Linked DNA regions of Drosophila melanogaster: regions 2 and 3 are each linked to region 1. A link is a contact called in public Hi-C and HiChIP or PLAC-seq data. All regions are on one chromosome and are shown on one strand. The core of a region is the stretch at or near the end of the contact, and the rest is flanking DNA. Distances in the headings are between cores, read along the strand shown. Region 1 holds the start of CG3726. Region 2 holds the start of schlank (schlank,). Region 3 holds the start of sqh (spaghetti squash).

Region 1 (4,178 bases), core at 1,122-3,621:
GCTCCGGATCGCCCTGTGCCAGCGGGGTTTGCAGCAGTTTCTGATCGGCCATATTCTGTTCGGATTTATATAGTATTGTATATTATATATATATATATATAGTAATTGGAATGCTGTGCAATGTGCGATGCGCTCGCCAAGACGATCGTTGAATATGTGCGGACCGTGGAAAATGAACGGCTGCCTGGTCAGCTTTATGCCATGTTTTTAATAACGCTTCGAAACAAAAATAATATTTATGTTCCCGCCGCCGATGGTTGCGAAAAGTTACAAACAAATACGGGTTCAATGGGTTCAAATAGCATTGGAAAAGTTCCGGCGATAAGGCGCAGCTATCGCCAAGGCGAAGATTACGCCTGGATGCACCATGGCAACCACTCGAGAGGCGCTCCCCCGATTCCCTATTCCCGATCCACGATTAGATTGGCCAAATACCAGGGAAACCAAGTGACTTGGGTGCAATAACACGCCCATGATCGAAAATGCGACCCCCCATGGATGGGAGAGCGCGTCTATTTGCGATCCGCTTATCGTCAAGTGATTATCATCCGTCTGGGTCACCAGTTCAAGTCGCCGGACGACGATAAGGACACTGCCCCCCCTTTGCAGCTGACGCACTTCGGAAAGATCGGGAAACGTACGTATATAGTCGAAATGGAGAATATTGGCAGAAAATGGACAAGTTTATATGTATGTAGCTTCCTCCAGCAAATTACGTATCTCTAGTACCATTTTGTTGTTCAACGTTTCCAGCTGCTAACTAATAATCCCTGGAAGATTCTTCTATTTTCAACGCAGAAATGAATTGGACACGCAAAATTTTAGCTGCAAAAACTGGAAACTGGTGATTCCCACTAAATTGAATGCTAATTTCTGGCCACAAGTTGAGTGCAAAATGCATATACATATGTATGTATGTATATTTATATACAAATCTGCCCACACGAATGGGAAATTCGATTTAATGGCCAATGCCAGATTCTTTTTTTTTTTTGCGTTATCAGTTTAAATATTTAGACAAGTGCAAACGAGAATGACAACAACAATGCTCGATAGGGCGCAAACAGCCGAGAAATTCGAGTAGGCCCAAAAACGAGTTTCAGGCCGAGGTAGCGAATGTGAATCAAAAAGATTCAAACTTGGCGCATGGCGACGTTTTGAATACACTAACAGTACACTGATACAAATACGGTACATATATGTACATATGCTATAAGATCTCAATTAAACTACACATGTACATAGGTACTTAACAATGATACTACTATAAACAACACTTTCAGCGGATCGATGGCATGCCATCCACGTAGGGATAGTGCAGTGTGGGAACACATGGCTGAATGAAACGCATGAAGCACATGGCGATTAGCCGGGCATGCCAGGAGCCGCAAATGGAAGCGAAACACAAACTTTCTGAGCACCGCGATCACTGCAAGAATTAAAGGCAATCGAAATGCGAGTCCCCCAAATGGTTCAATTAGCCACACTTTTTCCACCCTCCCCTTCACTTTGCCTGGGACTTTCCCGGCGAACTCACCTTCAAAGTGCTCTGCTTGGAGTCCGAATATCGTCTGATCGCCGGTAAGAATGGCGTTGGTGATGGTTGTTTTTTGGCGGCGATGCGAGTTAAAGCTCCGCTAAGCTTTCCAGTCTCGAAGTTAACCGGGTTGCCAACTTTGGTGTTCAGGTCCCGACTAAGGCAAAACCGAAGCTTTTGTGTCAGTGTAGAGCGCGCCCGCTGCATGTCTTTGTAACTGTAATAAGCAGAATTTTATAGATTTTAGTGGATGTTTTTCAACAATCCTTGGTAATTATTAGTACTCACACGGCTGCGTTCGAATCGGAACTGCCGCAAAGTGAGAAGAGTCGCCGGCGCTGAGATGACGCCGCCGCTGGCTGATAAGCGATAACGATAACCCGTGACCCCTGACCGACCCAGTGATAAGTCCGCCCAAGAGTTCCGACCCGATCGCTGCGCTATCTCTTGGCCAGCATCCAAAATATTCGACACCGAAAATACAACGAAGCGAAAACACGCGTTACGTTGGTAAACAACATTTACCAGGCTAACAGATATCAGCTGTTTGGGTAGTTGGATCGCTGGATTTAGAAGCTTTTGGCGCCGTCTGGCAACGCTAGCGATAGCTACCAATTCTTGTATAAATATTTACAATTTGTGGAAATGTTAAGCGTGTGTGCCTCTTCAATTAATATTAACACTTTATTTTATATCATAATATGCGTTTCTCTCAATCCCTTAAAATGTACGTAGTTATCAAACGCGCGATAACGTTAAGGCATTTAAAGTACCCGCCAAATTGCTGGTACTGCGAACCGGTTTAAGTTGCCAACCGATTGGGAGAGTGCAACATCTCTCTCCAGCAACATTGCTGCCAGCCAAAGTCTATATAAGCAACAACGAAAGTTCAATTCTTTTCACTCAAAAATCCGTCTCCTCCGCGGTACGTTTCACTTCGCTGCGCCGCTAAAAGAAAATTCCTGGAAAATATTAACAAACACATGAGCCTAACATTCTTAACAATTCCAAAACAGAACATTTATTTTTGGTGAATTTCCTGACAATTTAGTGGTTAGTGTTTAATGTTAAAACATTGCTGTGCGCATTTACCGTTATCCGCTCGCAAGGCAAAAGAAAAAGCGCGCGTTTTGAATTCGCTGTTTCGCATTATTTTTTTTTATGTTAAAAAACAAAATATAGAAATGAAACAAAAATGGCAAGCCAGAAATTAAATGAATGAATGAATTTTTTTCGACACAATTCTGCTGCGTGTGCAATTCGATTCGAATAACAAAACAAAAAGCATAAAGGAAAAGTAAAAGAAATTCGAGGGGGGAAAAAAACGCCAAAAGAAAAGATAGCGCGAAAAGTCATAAAGAAAAGGTGAGAAAACAAATTATTTATTTCATGTGCTAAAAAGACACGCAAAACGAACGTCGTTTTATTTTTAGCCAAACAAAAGTTGTGTGTTATTTGTGCGATTTTCTGTTTTTGTTCGCCGCTCTCCCCTTGTTTTTTATCGTTTTTGTTTTTCAATCATATATTTTGTGCTTCTTTTTTTTTTTGCATGTTTTGTTTTGTGCGTGCTCTTTTTTGTTGAATGCAAAAAGGCGAACAAAATATTACGATAAAAATTCCGTTGTTCTCGCCGAAGGTTTCCGGGTTTGTTGACTTTGCCAGCTGAATATTCGAAATTGACATAAATAATAATCGCATGCAATTATTGTAAACAATTGTTTTTCGCTCAGGAAACGATTGGCGCTTTTTCTTCGCTTATTGTAATTGTTGCTGCCAACTAATCGCCAAGATAAAAATGAAAAAAGAGGGGAAAAAACCTACAGAGTTGCAAAAAATTAATTAAATTCATAGGCCAGTAATTTACATTTTTTGTGTGATTTTTTCGCTTTTTTTGTAGTTTTTGTCTAAGCTTGATAATTAGGGTTTTTTGCGGGCTGTTGTTTATCTGCTACAGTTGTACCCAAAATAATAGTCGATGCTTAAAAATGTTTACAAAAAATGTAAATTTTTGTGGCGCTTCAAATAGCTTTACTACGATTTCGAACACAATTGTATATCTTAAGTTTTGGGGCTATTTTTTGTGCTGGTTTTAAATTTTGGTTTATCGGTTTTTGTTATTTCTGTGGCTTTTAGTTTTCTTCTTCACCTGTTTAGCCTTATTTTTTGTTGTCGATTTCGGCTTATTTGTTTTTAGTTTTTTGTTGCACTATTTGAATGCGAGTTTTTTTGTTGTTGAGAGAGGCATTTCCGCCTTTATGGCAAAAGCAATTTACAATTTGCAATTTACTTTTCTCTCGTTTTTTTGCTGTATGGCAATTCATTTTTACAACTTTAATTATATGAACAAAAACTGCAAAACATGAACGGCAAAAATTAAAATTGCAAATCGCATTTGAGTGACGTCGCCGTCAACGTTTCTCCTTCCTTTTGTTTTTGTCGGCTGTTTTATTCGGTTTTTTGTTTTCACAGCGGCATTCGCCTGCGCAAAAAAAAATAAAACAGCGAATCAGTGTGTGGAAGATTGTGTGGAGGGGGGGCAGAGAGCGAGAGAGAGAGAGAGGAAGAGAGCGTATCAGGAGCGAATCTGGAAATTTTTGAACCAAGCTACCGATTTGCAAGAAGAACATGAAGTTAACAAAAT
Region 2 (4,178 bases), core at 1,095-3,594, 350 kb after region 1:
ATTCTCGTTTAAGAAGCAGAGAAATACAAAAAAAAAAAAAAGAAAAGAAAAAAAATAACCAAAGTGGTCCGCCATGAAACAGATTTGGTTTTTGTCTCAATTTCATTTTCAAACGTGAATGCAAAAAAGTCGACGAAAAAGAGCTGAAAATGGAATGAAAACAAGAGTCACAGTTCGAATTCTATAAGATGAACCCACAGCTTAGGTCAGGTTAAAATATTTTGGAATTTGGATTAGATAACTGGCGATATTAGCGAGGCTCAACAGCACTGTCACTGTCACTGTCCTGCAGGGCAGATGATGATGATGATAATGATGCTCAGAATTTGGACTCCAGTCCGCTGGACTTGCTGCTGGCAATTTATGTCAAATTAAGGGCAGCCAAAAACATTGCAAAATATGAGAATTACAACTCCGCCACATGCAAATGCCAGTGCACGCGAACCGCACACACGAACTTTGCCGCTCGTTCGAATATTCACAGCCATATATTTACGTATGTATGTATGTATGTATGCATAGTTGAAGCCAAATGCGACGCGCTGGTTAATTGGCCTGAAAAGCGACCAAAATGCCAGCGGCTCACAGTGGGTCAAACAGGCGTGGAAATTTGGCATTTCAAAACATTTTCGCACTTTAATTGCAATAAAATATTTGTGAATATGGATTTTCCTGTACGAAACTTAGTTATCTCGCACTGTGCAAATGCAGCAGTGGTTTTCCTTGAAGTCGTTAAAAAGTCTGAACAAACATGGTTTTCATATCGTTGACTTTCTTATTATTGACAAGTCAATAAATATCCGTTTTTTGGCTTGGATATATTTATGAAAAATACTTCCTACAATTGGCCAATTGATTAACTATGTATTTGCCCCACTGTGCCAGTTTTGATCCCAATTTCTCAGCGGGCCATACAATCATAAAAAAAAACCGCATGGAGCTGACTATAAACAAATATATATGTATGTGCATATATATATGTATGTATGTTTCCCCTTTGACTAAACAATTAGTAGGAACTTGAAGATGGAGTGGGGCTAATATTTTGTGGGAAATTCGTTGCCGGCTGGCTGGAAACTGCAGCCGGCGTCGCTTGGAAAGGGAAAACTTCGAGTTGCAGCAACAAAAAACGCGTGTATGCCGCACAAACCGCACACAAGCAAACAAGCGCTGTTTCACACACACACACATATATATATATATTTACACGGACGCTTGCAGAATGTTGGGCGTTTCCACGTGAGGTTATGTTTGTCGATAAAAAAAAAATGAAATGAAATGGAGAAAAGAAGGAATTATGAATAAAGTTTACTGTACATGGTGCAACAAACGTGGGGCGGTGGGCTTACTCAATGGTAAGGAGAGCGAGAAAGAGCGGGAGAGAGCGAGGGAAAGCCGTATGAATGGGGTTAGAGAAAGAGGCGGAATGGAATCATGTTGCCGGGAATGGCGAGAATGGAAAGGGAGTCAGTCAGTTGGTTGGGAAGAGTGCGGAGGGGGGAAAATGGACGTGGAAAACTTACCGCTCCAGCGTGTAGCGGACCAGCATGACAACAGCGGCGAATGGAATGGGCCATATGAGGTCCTTGTAGTTGGCGTGCACCACATCTGGACGCGAGCCGGGCGCAATGTCCGCCCAGGTTGTGTTCGGCGGCAGCCAAATGTGCGTACTCCAGAATACATTGCTGAACTCATTCAATATGTCCATGTTGCTGCTTCAGTTGCCGCTTCTTAATTTCTCAATTGTTTGTTTTCTTTTTCTTGGTTTTCCTTTGCTTAGCTTTCCAGTTTTTCCTTGGCGTTTGTTGTCACATATGTATATGCTTTGCTTTTTCTAAATATTCGCAATTGTATGAGCCTGTGTTATTGTGCCTTGCGAACAACAGCAACAATAACAGCAAGAACAACAATAAGCGACAACAACAGCAACAAGAACAACAACAGGAGCACCGGACACTAATGCACACTCACAGCGTAGCACAAACACACACTGGCAAAAAAACAAAAACCGCCGAATCGAATTGTTGTTGTCTTGTCTCGTTAACTTGCGCTTATGGCTTTTCTAATTCTACTTCTATTTCTATTTGGATTTCGATTTAATTCGTTTTTGGAAATGCTACCTTTGCCGTTTGTTTGGGAGCGTAAATGAAGTGAAGTTCCCTGACAATCTGTTCTCGACCAAAGCAATAGACTTTCTGAATTTCGGCTCGGTGTCGAGTCGGCCGCCGCTCGTTTCGTCCACTTAAACTTTCAGGATGAACGAAAAAAAATACTAATAGTATTTCCTCGTCGAGCAACAACAATACAGTGTGCCCAGAGACGGCGGAGCAGTAAATGTAACTGCAGCGCGACAAGTGTGCCCGTGTACGGGAAGACAAGGAAAGCCAGCAAAAATAAGGCTTTAGAAGCTACACAAAATACCAAATGCACTAATAATTTTAAAGAACTTTTAATTCACAAGTTTGCGAATTTTGTTTATTGCTTATTATTATTATTGTTCATTACGTTTACCACTAGTTTTTGAGAGAAATTATTATGCGCTACAATTAGTGTTGGTTTTTCGGTAAGAACTCATAAAAGTCAACTATGTAAAGGAAGTATGCCATGGACTATAATGGAAATTAGCAAACTTCATCGTTGAGACCAAAGGGCATATGTGTGTTCCCATATAGGGGAATTTTCCCGCTTATCAATACAAGTATGTGTGCAAAATTCTTGTCCAATTGTTGTCAGCACATGAAAACGGATAACTAACCATAGGTTATAGGAAGGATCCACTGTAGTTCTGCAATGCAAACCAGGGCTGGCAGCGAGAACACTGCTGTAAGCTAACAGCAAACTGTACTGTAAACAGTAGAAAACTGTTCGTGGTATTTAGTATTTAGCTAGTATTTTAATACCAACTTTTGTGCAATGCGATGAGAAATAAAGAAGAAGAGAAGAGGAAGAAACGCTCACAAACTCTTCGTTTCTCTGCATTAATACGCACTTTATTATTAAGTTAAGCTTTATTCCATTATATTATGGCCGAATTTCTGGACTCCGAGGCCGAGGAATCGGAGGTAGGTGTCTGCGGAACCCCAAAAACACTATTTCTAGAAGCGCGTACCGTTCGTGCGTCGTTATGTGTGCGGTGTGCGTTGCGCCTTGCGTGTGTGTACATACATATGTGCCTACATATATATTGAATTAACCAAATGGCTTTTCTTCGTTTTTCCCGCAGGAGGAGGAAGAATTGGACGTCAACGAGCGCAAGAGACTCAAGAAACTGAAGGCGGCCGTCTCCGATAGTAGCGAAGAAGAAGAAGGTGAGTTTTTCCACTGGAGCCGCTGAAGGCGCGTACAAATACATACATACATACATACGTATGTGGCGATCTCTGGCGGGTTTTTCACCCCTCTCACCATCCATCGATCGGAACAGTCCATATCCGGGATAAAGGCACCTATAACTGGCCAATGCCACACGCTTGCAACTTCTTTTGTTTACAACTTTGAGGTTAGGTCTTGTGTTTTTACCGTGCTACCGTGGCCATCAAATATCAGCATCAGCAGTAGCAATAGCAGCAGCAACAACAACAAACAGCTGCGCTCGTTCCAGTAAATAAAACAAGTGCGGCGAATTGGAAGAACGCGGCGTATTCCAAGAAATTGCAAATCAAAGCAGGGAGGGAGAATTAGTTCAATAGATGGAGCTGGAATAATCAATGGTTAGGGCTTATCTATATCGAAATCTAGGTAATTTATCAAATGTAGGTCTTTCTCAAAACCGGGTGAATTACTTAAATTTAAGCTTTAAAAACAGTTTTCAGTTGCATATGTATATCTGCGGCTACAATGAAGGTAAAAGGTAAACCGATATTCTTATTGCCCTATTCCGTAGACGACGAGGAACGGCTGCGCGAAGAGCTCAAAGATCTGATCGACGACAATCCCATCGAGGAGGACGATGGCAGTGGTTACGATTCCGATGGCGTCGGCAGCGGCAAGAAGCGCAAAAAGCACGAGGACGACGATCTGGACGATCGACTGGAGGACGACGACTACGATCTTATCGAGGAGAATCTGGGCGTCAAAGTCGAGAGACGGGTAGGTGTTCCCTTCAGGGAAGAACTATGTACTTTTTAAACTCCAATTGTGGCTCCAATTTCGAAGCTTAACTAACAAAGAATAACATA
Region 3 (4,178 bases), core at 1,178-3,677, 310 kb after region 1:
GAAAAACATATATTTGCAGAAGCTGAAATATCTTCGAATCAAAAATAATGTGAGATAAGATATGAGTTTGCAAGTTCGAGTCTTTTGGACATGAACTCATTAGTCAGCTTGTCGAAGATTCCAAGAAAATTTTGACTAATTTCCGAAATCTCTTTCAATTTCCCGCCACATTTGAAGCTACATACACTTATCACATCGTGCTAGTGATCATGCTTAATTAGCCATGGGGGGTACATATTCCAAAGTTTCCCTTGTTTGATCAGTTGCTTTTGGCTGAAGGATTTCTGCAGACATCTGTTTGGTTGGACGTGCGCACGTTCTCGAGTGTAAGAAAAACAAAGGTTTATTGCCACATTCTTGTATAAGTATGTATTTGTATATAGGTAATATATATGTATATTCAATGAGTTAATACTTATGAAAGGAGTTTTTCGGGAAATCGTGTTATCTGGCACCAACATCTCACACACTACACTGTCGTACATAACAATCGCTGGTGTTGGCTACTTTTTGTTTAATTCAAATGCACGGATAAGTACAGGATTATCAGGAATCAAAGAACAGAAGGCGCGAAACCAAAAAAAAAAAATATTTATACTTGTATATATTAAATTATCAAAACGAAACTCATGATGGATAGTTTGGACAGGCTGATTGGAGAGGCAGCTGGCTAGTGAATCGACTGCTGGCGATCTTACTGCTCATCCTTGTCCTTGGCACCGTGCTTAAGGATGCGCGTGAATTCGAGGTAGTCGAACAGACCGTTTTTGATGGGCGCCTCCCGATACATCTCGTCCACCTGTGAATGTAAATGGAAAAGAAGTTGTAAGGGCACACTCCGACTTGATATCGTAAACAACTTGACAACATACATCCTCGTCTGTGAACCGATCACCCATGGTGGTCAGCAGCTCCCTCAGGCGATCCTCGGGCAGGACGCCCATATTCTCCTCGTCGAAGCAGCCGAAGGCGTTCTTGATCACATCCTCGGGATCGGTGCCCTGCAGCCGCTCGCCGAAGAGCGTGAGGAACATGGTGAAGTTGATGGGCCCGGGCGCCTCGTTCATCATGCCATCGAGATAGTCGTCCGTTGGGTTCTTGCCCAGCGAGGCCAGCATGTCGTGCAGATCCTCCTTCTCGACGAAGCCATCACGGTTCTGGTCGATCATGTTGAATGCCTCCTTGAACTCGGCAATCTGCGCCTGATCGAACATGGCGAACACATTGGAGGTGGCGCGTTGGGCGCGCTTCTTGGTGGTGGCGCGACGTCCGGCGGTCTTACGGGATGACATGGTTGCTGTTGGATTGGTGGTTCTGATGCGGTTAATGGAGCTAAATGGAGCCGGCCTATGGAGCTGGTGGCACTAGTGCTTCGCGCTGGAGTGATGTGTGTGCGGCGTGGATCTGAAATCGAAAAACGCCGACTCACATTAGCATTTCGTTGGCCGGGTATGTATTTATGGCTATATATAGACATATTGCAGCGAATTCCGCTGAAACCGATTTTCATTGCTCCCCAAACAAACTGTGTCAACATACAGTGGACGCTCGCTACAGTGAGTACACCATGCATATGCTTATCACAACGGAAAGAACATCTTATTGCTGCTCTTTAAGGTTTTTTAAGGAATGAAGGTTTGGCCATTGCCTAAAATGGGCGAACTACAAATTATATTTATAAATAAATAGTTTTAATACAGTTTTAGGCCAGAAAGGATAATGCAAAAGCAGTTCGATGGCTCCATGCTTCCGCTACAGTTACAAGTCCACCTTATCGGGCGCCCACTGTGAGTACGACTCATGCACGCACACATGCGCAGCTCTCTGAGTCACTCGCGCAAACGAAAATGACACGTATGGGAGTTTCGCTCTCGCTCTGCGCCAGTGCGTGCATGTGTATGCGAGTTTATCAATGCTGTTGAACTGCGGTTAACAAAAACAACATCGCACACGTATTTGGCTCATTGAAAACATTCTCACACACACTGGCACACGCATTTCAATTAAAGCCTTAAAAGGCCAGAAAAAAACCGCAGTTGAAGCACCCAAATTCACTCGAGAACTCAAGTTGGGCCAAATGTTTGCGACTTCGTTGATTTATCACTTTCGAATGGACATTTAAATGGAATTATAGCACAAAAACAATTGTTTTCATTTGCGCGCTGCCGACGCTGACTCATACGCATACACTAACACACACGCACACTCACATAGGGCAGCGCCCTTTGGGAGTTCAGTTCGTTTATTTTATCGAATATGATTGCTTGATTACGCCTGATTTGATTCATACTCACAGCTGCCGAATGCCGAGTGTTTAATACTATCGAAGTTTCGTTAATGCAACTTTCGACCAGCTGCACTTTTGTCTTTTATAATTTCGGTTCGACGAGAAGGCCAAGTGTGACCAGCATAGAGGCGGTTTCAATTTATCAGAAAATACCGCAGAATATGCTAAAAATTACTGTGCAAAAGTGCTAATTGTTGGAGCTCCTAAAATAAATAAATATTAAGACTATAAATTATATTATAAAATATAAAATTATATTACAAATGTGAATACTACTGAGACTAGGACCATGGCTATTAGAATCCTAAAAACCTATTGTCAGTTGTGCTACCAGATCTTGTTTTAAAATATTCGTTCCTAAGAAGCTCTTTTCTTGTAGAATCTAAAGTTTCTCAAAAAATTTTCTTAAGCAATCCCAATTAATTTTATTTTTCTTTATTCTTCACTGTCAAACATGGTATTTTTTTTTTTTTGGTATTAACTTTTTGAATTGCCCGCGTTCTGATTGGAGTTTCAGGAGTATGCGCACAGTCTGGCAGCCCCATATTACAGCACTTCCAAATACGGTAGTACCACTATCTTAGGATATTGTTTTCAATACGGTATGGACACACTGCAAAGTGTTTGGAATGTTCGATATTTGTGTAAAATTCTGAGAGACCTGAATGAAAAGAGGCATGCATTAGGGCGTCGAACGAGGGATTTTCCAGCCCAGCAGATCCTTGCCAGCGCGTGAAAAGCGAGTCGAGTGAAAAATCGAATCGATTGGCACGGTTGCGGTCCAATTAATTTCGAACTGAACTGCGCGATTTGCAGGAGAAGATGTGTCTATACCTGCATGTGCATGTGTATCTGTGTGTGAGGTGGCCCACGGCTGTGTGTGTGAGCAGCGTGTGAGTGTGTGTTGGTGTGTGGGTGTGTGGGCACACTGGAAAGAATCAATAAAGGATGTGCTGCGGATTGCTGAGCGAGAAAAAAGGACGAAAAGTGCTAGCCAGCGCGAATTAACGGTTGACTTTTGGCACGATTAACGGAATAACGGTCAAATAAGCCACACAAGCGAGAGAACAGTGAAAATAACGAAAGTGCGGGCACAGTTAATTAGCAAATTAACGAGTGGGTGGGCACAGGATTTCAGGATTTCGATATATTTTGGATTCCTGCACACGAACAAGATGATGAGATACTGCCTCATAATTGCTTTGCAGCTGTCGTTGGCATGTAAGTATCAAATAAAGTTTCCAAACCCAGGGGGGTGGTACAAAAAAAGCGATGGAGTGGGAGGAGGGAGTAAGCCAGTGGGAGGGGGATAAAGGAGGAGTGGGTGACCTCCGGGTTTAAGAAAATCCCCAACCCCTATGTTACCATTACCAAAATTCAACTAATTGACTCCTTCATCTACTCCCAACCCATAACAAATCCATGCCGAATCCTCGCCAGACTCCGTGGAGGTGCACTTCGAGGCGCCGGACAGCGGCTTCTTTCTGAAGCACGCCCGCCAACCACCTGTGACGCCGGAGATCGCCAATGTGCAGACATCCTCGGCGGTGCCGCCGTTACGGCAACGATCCTCCTATGATTCCGTGTTATCTCTGGACAGATTCACTGTGGTCGAGACCACGCAGCCGGTGTCCATACGCGCCAGCTATGGACCGTTTTCCACGAAACAAACGGTGCCAGCCCGCTACATTGTGCCGGACACAATGGACAGCCAGTCGGGCGATTATATGAACGTGAGTTATCCCCAAATCCTGGCAAGCAACAAAAGGACGCCTTGTCATACCACTTTCTCTCCCACAGAATGCCACTCTACTGGAGCTCCAGCAGCCAAATATGCACCTGGACATATCCGCCCATTTGGTTCGCTCCAGTGTATCGCAGGATGCTCCCG

What was found. A called contact is a pair of places that touch in the nucleus more often than the background predicts. HiChIP or PLAC-seq counts read pairs in DNA pulled down with a chosen protein or histone mark.
Region 2: a Hi-C map of the Kc167 cell line shows a contact between it and region 1, with 2.0 times the contacts expected there. The contact joins the promoter of schlank here to the promoter of CG3726 in region 1. A contact is called at or near these places in 6 of 107 Hi-C or Micro-C datasets (the D17-c3 cell line, the Kc167 cell line, embryo and 2 more) and 1 of 6 datasets of contacts at active chromatin or transcription factors (the Kc167 cell line).
Region 3: a Psq HiChIP or PLAC-seq map of the Kc167 cell line shows a contact between it and region 1, with 6 times the contacts expected there. The contact joins the promoter of sqh here to the promoter of CG3726 in region 1. A contact is called at or near these places in 10 of 107 Hi-C or Micro-C datasets (the Kc167 cell line, the S2 cell line, embryo and 3 more) and 1 of 6 datasets of contacts at active chromatin or transcription factors (the Kc167 cell line).

What each region holds. Positions count from the first base shown.
Region 1 is chrX:5,914,726-5,918,903 of dm6, forward strand. It overlaps CG3726, which reads left to right and starts at 2,372. Exons shown (of 7, transcript NM_001297988.1): 1 at 2,372-2,902. Shmt (Serine hydroxymethyl transferase) reads right to left here and starts at 2,072. Exons shown (of 4, transcript NM_132050.2): 1 at 1,826-2,072; 2 at 1,538-1,754; 3 at 1-55. The coding sequence starts at 1,744.
Region 2 is chrX:6,264,884-6,269,061 of dm6, forward strand. schlank (schlank,) reads right to left here and starts at 2,345. Exons shown (of 7, transcript NM_167063.3): 1 at 2,121-2,345; 2 at 1,524-1,834. The coding sequence starts at 1,708. Spt6 (Spt6,) reads left to right here and starts at 2,914. Exons shown (of 6, transcript NM_143705.3): 1 at 2,914-3,062; 2 at 3,224-3,308; 3 at 3,884-4,089. The coding sequence starts at 3,024.
Region 3 is chrX:6,222,713-6,226,890 of dm6, forward strand. sqh (spaghetti squash) reads right to left here and starts at 2,428. Exons shown (of 3, transcript NM_078502.3): 1 at 2,295-2,428; 2 at 873-1,404; 3 at 349-799. The coding sequence starts at 1,292. The coding sequence ends at 695. dtn (detonator) reads left to right here and starts at 3,224. Exons shown (of 13, transcript NM_001298003.1): 1 at 3,224-3,508; 2 at 3,728-4,020; 3 at 4,088-4,178. The coding sequence starts at 3,463. It overlaps Efr (ER GDP-fucose transporter), which reads left to right. Exons shown (of 2, transcript NM_132071.3): 2 at 1-7.